Linked DNA regions of Macaca mulatta: region 1 is linked to region 2. A link is a contact called in public Hi-C data. All regions are on one chromosome and are shown on one strand. Each heading gives the region's core, a stretch centred on a gene start, on an enhancer-like site or on the middle of the called end of the contact. The rest is flanking DNA. Distances are from core to core; before and after follow the strand shown.

What was found. Hi-C and Micro-C count contacts between places; a contact is called where the count stands out from the background.
Region 1: a contact with region 2 is called in a Hi-C map of cortical neurons, with 2.6 times the contacts expected there. The contact joins two enhancer-like sites. A contact is called at or near these places in 3 of 14 Hi-C or Micro-C datasets (cortical neurons, fetal cortex germinal zone and liver).

Annotation. Positions count from the first base shown.
Region 1 is chr7:55,636,179-55,641,964 of T2T-MMU8v2.0, forward strand. No RefSeq gene overlaps it. Among named protein-coding and RNA genes, the nearest start is that of HMG20A, 40 kb to the left of the region's middle. Within about 2 kb of position 2,428, at least 20 of the 40 cell types and tissues checked have an H3K27ac peak or open chromatin away from gene starts, as enhancers often do. A contact at or near this core is called in cortical neurons, where this site is marked.
Region 2 is chr7:55,266,602-55,272,708 of T2T-MMU8v2.0, forward strand. All of the region lies in intron 6 of PEAK1 (pseudopodium enriched atypical kinase 1), which reads right to left. Among named protein-coding and RNA genes, the nearest start is that of TSPAN3, 55 kb to the left of the region's middle. Within about 2 kb of position 3,105, at least 2 of the 40 cell types and tissues checked have an H3K27ac peak or open chromatin away from gene starts, as enhancers often do. A contact at or near this core is called in cortical neurons, where this site is marked.

The DNA of each region.
Region 1 (5,786 bases), core at 1,178-3,677, 370 kb after region 2:
GCATTTAACGAGAGACAAGTGCTACGGTTGAAAGTGGTAACCTTCAGCATCGAATCTGAAAATGAAGTGGGCCTGCTTGCTCTGCAAAATGAGGCCACAATCCAGTCTGCTTAGGTGAAAAGAAGTCTCACATTTGTAGATGCTCTGTTGCAGGCAAACCTTAAATCTTCTGGGAAAGGGGGAAAGGCTTTTGTTTGTTTTTATTTTTCTAATTAGGTAAGGATTGTACATGCAAGGAGCAAGCAGCTGACTCTGGGCTGCAGGCCCAGTAGCTTCCAAAGGCAGTAAAGCCGGCGGGCATGGTGGCTCACGCCTGTAATCCCAGAACTTTGGGAGACTGAGGCGGGTGGATCACTTGAGGTCAGGAGTTTGAGACCAGCCTGGCCAATATGGTGAAACCCTGTCTCTACTAAAAATACAAAAATTCGCTGGGTGTGGTGGCATATGCCTGTAGTCCCAGCTACTTGGGAGGCTGAGGCAAGAGAATCGCTTGAACCCGCGAAGCATAGGTTGTAGTGAGCCAAGATTGCGCCATTGCACTCCAACCTGGGCATCACAGCAAGACTCCATCTCAAAAGAAAAGAAAAAAAAGAACAACAACCAAAAAAAAAGGCAGTTTCCAAAAAAAAGTGGAAAACAGAATTAAGGAAGAAACCAGCCTAATGAGTTGGATAGAGTGTCCCAAAAGCCTCTGGAAGAATATGCAGCACTCCAAGGCCAGGAGACCTCAGCTTCCATCTCTGTTGTAATGGCTGCCTCAGATGAGGATAATTACCTGGCCAAAAAATAGCAGCATTAAAGAAAAGGGTCATCCCCCCCTTATTCCTTGTTTTTCATCCCCTAAAAGCCCCTCATCCAAGGACTTGTGTAAAGTTGTGTCCGCCCCTACTTTGATCTGCGGTAGGAAATGCTGGGATGCATGTCCTGACCCTCCTTCCCCCACTGCAGCCCTCACGAATGGTAGCTGTCTCTCCTGCAGACAGGATGCTGCCTCATGTCCTGAACCTCACCACAAATTCCTGCCCCACTGGCTGCTTCTGGCTTCCTCTTGCAATCCCAGGAGACAAAGGACTGTGAGGGAGGAAGGGAGCCGAGCATGGTCTCCCAGGCAGAAACCCGTTGGGATGCCGGAGCCTCACCCTGCTTACTGGGGTCTGCCTTTCTGGGTGGGAGGAGGGGCAGCCTCCCTACTCCTTCCAAATGTCCCTGTCTTAAACCCATTCTGCACAAAACAAGCCAGTTCATTGTGTTCTTGGATATAAATATTGATTCTAGGTGATGTTAACATTCTGTTCGTAAAAGAATGTAACATATTTCTCCCACACCATATTAGACTGATGTGTTGTTTGGCCAAGAGAAGTACAGATTGCTGGCTTCTGCGAGAAAATGTGGACATTTAAATGCATGCAGCTTTCAGAAGTCTAGGGAGCAGCCTCAGAACAGCAACCAGGCCCCTGGGTTGGCTTCAGCTCTGCCCTCCTCCATCCAGTTTCTCCTTTCCCATCTTCATTGTTTGCACATGCCTTTGGTATTTCTAATCACTTGTAATTTAAGAAAATGCTTTCTTGGAATTATGTCTTCTTTCTCAAGGACCTGTTAATGTGGGACATTTGCTTTCTTCAGGAGGGCCCGGAAGGTCAGGACCAAACATTTTTAGTTTTCTTCCCCAGGAGAAAAGATCTGGGAGGTCCTGTTCTCCTGTTTTCTTTTTCCCCCTCCCTCCATGTCGGAGGGAAGGGCAAAGGCTTCAGAACAGAGGTGGTCCCGCCAAGCTCTCCACCGAGGCCTGACCAAGCCCAGGACTCAGATGTGCTGGCCGCCTTGGCAAGGCAAATTCCCCACATTCCACAAGTGCTCTTGAGGGAGAAATAGAACTAATGAGAAAGTGGAATTCTTGATGTGTATGCGTGCTCACTCGGGTGCCAATTCATCTGACACAGACAGATCCCTGGCCCTATTTCGCAAGACAGTGATAGAGCCCATTTCCAGATGTGCGGGAGGGCGGCCCGGGACCCAGTGCTGGCAGGAGAGCCGGCGCCCTCTGCTGTCCTGGCCAGGAAACACTGCAATGGTGGGAAAGAATGTGGGGTTCCTGAAAGCCGACTGTTAAATCTACAGCCAGCCCGCGCTGGTGTGGAAGGGGCCTGCAGCTCCTTGCTGTTCAAATGATGAGCCTGCAAGGGGGTGGATTCCCTCCTTCTAGCTGGCTCTCTTTGTGTTTTGTGGCTCTAAATGAGCCAGAAATGATAAGGATTTACAATAAAACCCCAGCCTCCCACAGCATCTGCTGGTCCCATTCCCAAGAAGGTGAGGAAAAGTGGCACTGTCTCTGGCCTGTGAACCTGGCCAGCAGGCCCAGGCAAGGCGAGACAATGAGGGCAGCTTGCCCAAGAGGAGGCCTCCTGCTGATTAGCAGCCCTTGGGCCATACCCTTGCCTAAGAATGCAGCTTCTGGAGGCCTGGCTGGCTCCAAGGCTTCCAGCCGAGTGGAAGCTGCAACTGCTCCCACTCAGGCATACTGGCATCTCTAAGGGGCCTCAGAGCTGGCACAGCCAAGAGACTGGCTCAGCTTACAAGCTTAGACAGAACTGCCACCCCCTCTGCCCTGCTGCCTGCCAAGACAGCAGCACAGCAGTGGGTCTGGGGCCAGGGCCAGGCTTACTGCTGCAAGAGACAGAAAGAGATATTAATAGAGAGAGAGTGCGCGTGTGTGTGTGTATGTTGGTGAAAGGTGGGGTGGAGATATTAGGGGGATGCAAGGGGGATGGCTGGTGAACTCTACTTCTTGGACAGCCTTTCAGTTCTGCAAAAAGGCACAAAACAATCAGTTTTTGTTTTCTGGCAGATTTTTAATTTTTTTTTTTTGTAAACCAATCTCTTCCCTGCTGGGAGAAGAAAAACCCAACCCGCCAAACAATCCCCTAACAACCCCTAAAAACAATGCCCTTCTCTCTCTGGGACCAATTTTCAAGCTGCACAGCAGTCCTGACAAGGTCAACAAGCTGGAGCTGTAAGTGGAAGATCTTTATCTATGTGGGAAATAGGAAAATCATTTGACTGATAAAAGGAAATACAATAAATAGCATCTAAATTCCTGGCTGCATTCCCCCAGGCCCCTCCTCTGCTGGAGAAAGTGCGTGGGCCAGGGATACATGTGCTGCTCCAGCATGTTTAAAAATAGCATGCAGCACACAGCCCTTTCTTACCTTCCAGAAAGACTTCATTACCCGATCCTCAGCCCTGAGCCTGCAGAGCTGCTGCCGGCGCTTTCTTCTCCCTGCGCTGGATTTTCCTCTTTGGAAGCATTAAGGGAGTGCATGTGATACATTTTACTCACGGGCCAGCTCCCGCTCAGCTAGTTTCAATCTAGGCACGTCTAGAGCTCACGTTGAAAGTCCATTGTATTTAATGGGGTGTTAACTCTGTTTATTCTCTGAGACTTGTGCAGTAATTTTACACTCTGCAAAACTAGCAACTTGAACCAGAAATGGTATTCCTCTTTCCCCATGTCCACCCTAGTGGGCTGCAGTCCCTGGGCACCTCTGGTCCTGCCTCCTAGGGTTCCTGTAGCTCAGGTAGCCGAAGAAGTTCTGCATGCGGTGGGAGATGGGAACTCTGGGGTTCACATCCGGTTATGCCTCTTGTTGGCATTGGTGCAGCCTGAAGCAGGTCTTTTCAGCTCCTGGAGACATTTTTCTCATCTGTGAAAAGGAGATTTTAATCTGCCCCATGTATCTCAAAAGGCATACAACAATCTCATAGTGCAAAAACATTCCCCTGGGTCCTACAAAGACACCACCCTATTATTCCCAACTGGGCCACTTCAGCATCACCTCGGAAGCCACTTAACCCCTTCAGATCTCCATCTCTCCACTAAAACCTTGGCGATCTGGATAGGACTATAAAATCCACTATTCAGGCTGTATCTTCACCATGCTGTTGCGATTTTTTCTAAGTCCATTATTCCTTCCACCTTTATTGCCTGGCATTCTACTCTTGGGAACACTTTCTTGTCTCCCCACTTACATATTCTCAGGGCCTGGCCCTAGAAGGTGCTGAAGACTTCATATAGGACCAGATGACCCCCTCTAGCTCTCAATCTCCAAGTCTCCAGCAAAATAAATGAAGCACATACTATTCTAATACATTCTACCATTCCGTGGGAAGTGTGCCTTCCATTATTCCCACCTGATCTAAAATCCTGACACTTAGGGAGCTTGCAGGGTCCTTATTGATCAAACATCACCTGGACTTTGGCATTCCTCCTCCAGTGCCAGGCCTTCCCTCCTGCATGAAACAGCTCAGAGCTGAGTCGCCCTCGCTGGAGTTCCTGATCTCTCTTTCCAACTCCCTCAGGGCTTCTCCATCTGGCATCCTGCAGAATCCTCAACTCAATTTGTCCAAAATTAAATATGCATTCTCCCCAAACCCACATTTTCTCTAATATCTGTCAGCTCAGTTAAAAACCCCCACTGCTCTCCGAAGCTGGAGAGCCTGGAATCCTTCTACACGCCTCTCCCCAGCTCTTTACCCTGCTCCCAGCCCCTCACATCTCTCATTCACAGAATCCCCCACCCCACCCCACTCAGCCCTGGAATCCCCCTAACAGCTGGCCCTTCTCATCACCCCCAGGAGAGACCTTTGTGGGGGTCTTCAGCATTCAGCTCTCCCCAGGCTCTCCTAATAGCCCATTGTTTTGTTTTTCTTTTTCTTTTTTTTTTTTTTTTGCTATTAACTAGTTCTATAATAGCCTTTTAACTAGCCTTAGTATACCCAGTTTCATTTGTCCCCCTCTTAACTCCCCTCCACCAGTTTGTCCTGCATACCACTACAAAAGCAACCTTTCTAAAATGCAAGATTAGTCTTGCAAATATGTTTTTTGTTTTTTTTGTTTTGTTTTGTTTTGTTTTTGTGGAGACAGAGTCTCACTCTGTTGCCCAAGCTGGAGTGTAGCAGCATGATCTTGGTTCACTGCAACCTCTGCCTCCCAGGTTCAAGGGATTCTCCTGACTCAGCCCTCCCTAGTAGCTGGGACTACAGGGGCACACCCCCATGCCCAGTTAATTTTTGTATTTTTGTAGAGACAAAGTTTCACCGTGTTGGCCATACTGGTCTTGAACTCCTGACCTCAAGTGATCTACCCGCCTCAGCCTCCCAAAGTACTGGGATTACAGGCGTGAGCCACCGCGCCCAGCTATGTCAGTCTATTTTAAATGAGATCATAATTGTGGTATTTGCTTTTATTTTTAAGCCTTACAAAAATTCTATACGATAAGAATTATTAGCATTTAACAGATGAAACTAAGACTTAGCTAGGTTAAAGGAGCTAAGACCACACAGCTGTCACACCTTGCAGAACCAGAATTTGAACTCAGGTCTGCTTTACACTGCAAAACCCATGTTCGAAAGTATTTAAGGTAGGTTGCTAGCTCGGTACCTGGCACAGAGCAGGTAGACCAATGTTATATTCTTTATATTCCCCCTTTTTTATAAACTTCAGTCTCTTCAGCAGGGTGCAAAGGCCTATCTCATGGTGGGTAGCAAATGTCTCCAAATGCATCTCCTGTTACTCTGTGGCCCATCATCACCACTACCCATTAGGCCACATTACCAATTGCTATTCCCCAAACCCTACCTGTTATTTTTATTTATTTATTTATTTGTTTGTTTGTTTGTTTGTTTGTTTATTTTTAGACGAAATCTTGCTCTTGTGCTCTTGTCTCCCAGGCTGGAGTGCAATAGCACGATCTTGGCTCACTGCAACCTCCGCCTCCTGGGTTCAAGCG
Region 2 (6,107 bases), core at 1,855-4,354:
AATGGACACCAAACTAGGATGGCCATGAGTATGTGTAGTTGGCTGCTGATCAATCACTTTCTGTAAAGTTTCACTGTTAAAAATATTTACGTTGAATTATGAAAGTGGAAGTGGTCTCCCCTCTAGTTTTTTCCTCACCACTAAGCCAGTAATTAATTGCCTGTGTATATAGTCTGAACTAGTTGTAAATTCCTACCTGTAATGCTTTTTTTATTTAGTATCTTGTTTTGTCAGGATCCACTCAAATGAGATAAACGGAGACTCTGGAGTCAAAAATGCAGTAAAAGATGCTGGTCTCCACAGTTCACCTCTACATTATTACAAGCTTTTAACAAGATTCTGGCATAGCTGGAAGAAAGGAAGCAGCCCCACTTTCGTAACAGGGAAGTGTACATCTTTATTGAGTTTTGTATGCTCTATCCTTGAGAACAAAGACTGGGACTACCTTAAAGATACCTACTATCCCAATTCTGGAAGAAAATAATTCAGAAACTTATACTTTTTGCTTATGTGAAATTTTTAGGATCCTCTTCAAAGTAACTACATCCACATTTCCTCTGTGGTCTCACATGGTAGTACTTTTTATAAAATGATCTCATAAGTGCAATGAAAAAAACAATACCTCAGTGATACTGAGCCATAATTTTGTCAACCGTCCATCTTGATTCTAAGCAAAAGGCTGTCATTTTTCCATTAAGAAACAACACTGAGACACAGTAAGGTCAGTTTACTGCCTCAGGTATGAAATAATAGGAGAGGTTCTACCTAGGAGTCAGGTTCTACCTAGGAGCCTGCCACAAAGCTGGTGTCCCCATGCAGAAGTGACTGTTCCTCGCTGGCCTTAGTTTCCCACTGTGTAGAACAGTGAAGGCCCTTCTAAAATTGGCTTTAGTCTACTATGAGGATATGAGGATTATGTGTTTGGTCAGTGCCTACCCAGATTCTCTGAAAGGGAAAAAGCAAGTTAGATTTTATTTAGAGGGCAGGGAAGTTAAGTTCAGGCTTAAATTTATGTTAAGTTTTACTTGGAGAGCAGGAATGGTTAAGTTAAGGGCTGGAGGCCAGCCAATATATAGCCCACAGAGACAGACAATGCAATCTGCTGGGTGGTGGCTCACCAAATGGGGAAGAGAGGATAAAAGAAGATATGGACAAGATGGAAAATGGGAGTTGAAAGTTAAATATTGTTTGGAAATCAATTTGGCTCTTCTTTCACCAAAACATTTATTTAAAAAGTAGGCTGTGCTCACTGCCTCCACAGCTTCCTCCTCCTATTCGCGCTTTAAACTGTGTCTAGCATTCACCCCCATTATTACCAACATTGCATTTTCTTGAGGCTTATAAGAGATTAAATTCTTGCCTTCTTCTGAGTCTTCATTCTGCACAAGCCCTCTGCAACCTTGGACTCTTTGGCCTGTAGGGCCCTGCCTTTTGCTACAGATTTTCCAGTTGCTCCTGCTTTGGGTCACTTAGATGTGTGGGCCTTTTCCCACTTTGCAGACTCTTCCATTACAATCTCATGTAGTCCCACAGTTTCAACTAAATCAAGTCTATGACCACATTTCTAGGCTTGAACTCTCTTCTGAGTACCAAACCCACATTTTTACCTGGATCCTGGGGTTCTCTCAACTTGGCTGCCCTATGGGCATATCCCATTGAGAACCCATTTTTCTGGCTTTTCTGATTCATATTTCAACTAATGGCATCACCATTCTCTTAGAGGTTGTTCTACCTTGAAATTTTAGCATCACTGCCCTAGTCCCATACTCACCAGACATGGTCAACTGCCTCCCTCAGCTCTTTAACCATCTGCCCCTTCTTTTCCTTTGCCTTATGTCAGGTCTCATTTTACCTGGACTACTGCAATAGCATAAAGACTGGCTTCCTTGCTTCCAGTCCTTCTGACCTCTCTTACGATAGTTGTCATCCAAAATCTTATGTTATTTCTGTTTAAAAATACTTAGTGGCTTCCCACAAAACACAAAATAAAGTCTAACCTCTTAAGTTCGTCACTCAAATCTCTAAATTTGGTCTCTAATCTCTCCATAGCCTAATTTTCCACTATTCTCTCAATGTACTGCATTTACCACAAAGAAGAGCAAAGTGGATACAAAAGGCCCTTTCTTATTGGCCCCAAGAGAAGTGCTAATAACTTATTTCATTCATTAATCTTCATTTATCTTTACATCTCTGTATACCACTCCGAACTTTCATTATAATCTGTTTTGTTTAAGAGCTATTATTTATGCCTTTGTCTTTCTCACTGGAATATAAGCTTCTTGAGGGCAAGGCCTTTTTTTAATTCATATTTATTTCTGTAAACTACAACAATATCACAATGTTTTATACAGTAAACACTTTTTGAAAGGTCAAGAAATATTTATTGAATGCCAACTATGTACACGATATTATAATAGATGCTAATGATGTAAGAATTAATAAGCCATGGTCCCCGCCATGTAGAAGGTCAGGTATAATAGTGGGGAGACGGGAGAGGAAGCATGTTCTTGTTTAATTGTATAACTGTCTCATGATAATGCAATGGTTAAGAAATCCAGTAGGTATAGCGTGCAACATGTGCTCAGAAAATTAAAGAAGAAAATTCAGAGCTGGATTCTTTAAGAACACATAGGAGCTTTCCAAGTATGTGAAAAGGAAGGAATAACCAACTTTTACTAAATGCTTAACTTTGTGCCAAGTGATGCTCTCAGCACTGTGTGTGGGTGTGTGTGTATATATATCACTGTATACATATTAACTTCTGTGATTTTTTACAATGGTTTTAAGAAGACCTAAAATATTTTTTCCATTTTACAGATAAAGACACTGGATATAGAAAAGGAAAGTAATGGCCAAGGTAACAGCTAATATGTAGCTACAGCACAGATTTAAACCCAGGTCTGTCTGACTTAAAAGCCTAAATTCTTAGCCACTTTGTTAACAGTCCTCACATTTTGTACATAGGAACCACTTGGGGTACTTAGTACAAATGCAGTTTCCAAGGCTTTACTGCCAGCCATTCTGATTCTGTAGGTATGGAATACGGCCAAGGAAATGACATTTTTAATGAGGATCCCTCAGGTGATTCTGAAATAGGTCATAGCAGATCACAATGCAGAAATGCTTTATTGTATTATACTGTCTCCCAGGAGAAGAGCAGTCCAGAGAGAGGAACCAGAGTGTGCAAAAGCCGAGTAGCATTAAACAGGTGCTGTTTATAATTGGTACTAGAGAATGGGACTACAGAGATGAATAACTAAGGATACCTGTTTTAAAGAAGCTTCGTGTCAAATGATCCAAAATCTCTGATTCTTGTTTTTTTAATTGAAAAGACATTATGACATCATTTTATTACTAATCAAAATAACTGTTACTACCTTAGCACAGGAATTATTTGAGTATTACCATTTTGTAGGTCAATTTTCTTAAAGTTATGATCATGTTATTGGCATTCGACTACTTTCACGTGACATTTAAAAAATGTTTTTCATAATTTTATGTAGTCTTCATAATTACCACTTTTAGTAGGTACAAACATTCCATTGGACTTACATGCCATAATTTATTATATTGGTGTCTTAATATAAGGTACCTAGTTTGTTTCCAATTTTTGGAAGTACTTAAATTCTTGAAGCTGTTTGCAGCTTTCTCTCATAATTTTAAGGAAAAACAAAGATGTTTACATCTCTGAAGTAATGAGAAAGAATATCTCAGTGCAGAACCTATCTAAATATGCTCAAGCCAATGCCTAATGTTAAGAAAGAATAGTGAGTGATCTAGAAAATGTTGAGCAGCAATTTTCCATTATTGTTAATAACAATAATGCATTATTTTATATGTACTTTACAGTTTATAAAAGCAGTTTCACTATAGAAACACATGTACTATAACAATCATCTGAGGTAAGTAGGGCAGTTAATATACACTGATGTGAAAACCAAGAGAGGCGCATGACTTGCATAAAAATACACAGTGATATCTTCAGAACTTGGACCCAGGTCAGCTGACTCCAAAGCTCTTTATTCAGTGCTGTGATGCCTTTTCATTTAAGACCAACACAAATAATAAAGCTAATTATGTTGAATGAAGATTAGAATAAATATGAAAGATGAAAACCTTCAAATCCAGGAAAAGTCCTGAGTTAAAACCACTTGCTTTATAACAAAGACAAACATGACACCTTCTATGGACAGAATTGTCTCTCTCCCCCACCTCTTCATATGTTGAAGCCCTAGCCTACAATGTTACTGTATTTTGGAGACAAGGCTAACAAGGAGGTAATTAAGTTAAAAGAGATCATAAGAGTGGGGCCATGATGTGACAGGATTAGTGTCCTTTTAAGAAGAGACACTGGGGTGTGCTTGCGCATGCTTCTTGTGTTTTTTCTCTCTCTCTCTCTTTCTCTCTGTCTCTCTTCCAGCCTCCATAACTGTGATATCCTTTTCAGTCTATGGTATTTTGTTATGGCAGCCTGAGCAGGATGAGATTTTGATACTGAGAAGTGGTGCGCTGTTGTAAAAATACTTTAAAAGGTAGACGCAGCTTTGGAATTGGGTAGAGGGTAGAAGAGTTTTGAGATGCATGTGAGAGAAAGCCCAGAAAACCATGAACAGACAGTTGCTAGAAATATGGATGTTAGGGGCGATTCTGATGAGGTCTCTGATAGTAACAAGGAACATTATTGGAAACTGGAGGAAAGGCAATCCTTGTCATAAAGTGGCAAAGAATTTAGCAGGACTGTGTTTTGTGGAAGACAAAACTTGCAAGAGATGAAATTGAGATTTCTAAGCAAAGTGAAGGAGTGGCTTGGTTCCTCCTGACTGCTTATAGTAAAATGTGAAAGGAGAGAGATGAATTGAAAAAGGAATTGTTGAGCAAAAAGAAACCAGAATGTGAAGACTTAGAAAATTTGCAGTCTATCCATACTGTGAAAAAGGTGAGGCTGGGCGTGCTGGCTCATGCCTGTAATCCCAGTACTTGGGAGGCTGAGGCGGGTGGGTCATCTGAAGTCAGGAGATCGAGACTAGCCTGGCCAACACGGTGAAATCCTGTCTCTACTAAAAATACAAAAATCAGCAGGTGTAGTGGCAGACGCCTGTAATCCCAGCTACTTGGGAGGCTGAGGCAGGAGAATCACTTGAACCCGGGAGGCGGAGGTTGCAGTGAACTGAGATTGTGTCACTGCACTCCAGCCTGGGTGACAGAGTGAGATTCCATCTCGGAAAAAAAAAAAAAAAAAAAAAAAAAAAAGTGAAAGCTTGTTCTAAGAGAATACCAAGGGTGTGGCTAAACAACTATTTGGTAAAGAGAAGATGGGTATGACTTATGGACTTAACCAGCCATCTCAACACAAGTCAGGGATAAGAATGGGATTATACCAGCAAAGACATTGCCAGTTTGAATTAAAAGGGAAAAAGTGGGACAAAAAAAAAGGAAGGCTACTGAACTTGGATTCTACAGGACTAGCCCACAGAGCTATTTGGCTGCTAACATGTACTATTCTTCAAGGAAAGGGAAGAATGATCCTGAAAGTGATACAGAAACATCAGGGCTGCTTTTCCCACCAAAGGACCAGTAGGCAAGGCTGATCCATCCTCAGTTTCAAAGGGTGAAGTTGCCTCTTGAGATCTGGTAGGCCAGGATAACCATGACCAGTGCCTCAGTATTGGCCGCTATGTGGAGCCATGGTGGTGATGCTGCCACTCCAGTGGGCTTGCAGGGGACAGTATCAAATCAAAGAGGATTATTCTTGGGCTGAAGATTTAATAGAACTTGACTTACCAGGTTTCAGAATTGCTTGGGATTTATCACTCCTTCCTTCCTTCTGATTTCTTCTTCTTGGAATGGGAATGTCAATCCTATGCCTGTTCACAGTTGTATTTTGTAAGCATGTAACTTATGGTTTCACAGGTTCACAACTGGAGAGCCTCAGGACAAATCATACCTTGATCTCACCCATATCTGATTTAGATGATATTTAGATGAGACTTTGGATTTTAGAATTTAGAGTTGATGCTGTCATAAATAAGACTTCTGGAGCTGTTGGGATGTGTTTTGCATGCTATAAGGACAGATATTCTGAGGCAGGGTGGGTTAGAGGTAGAGTT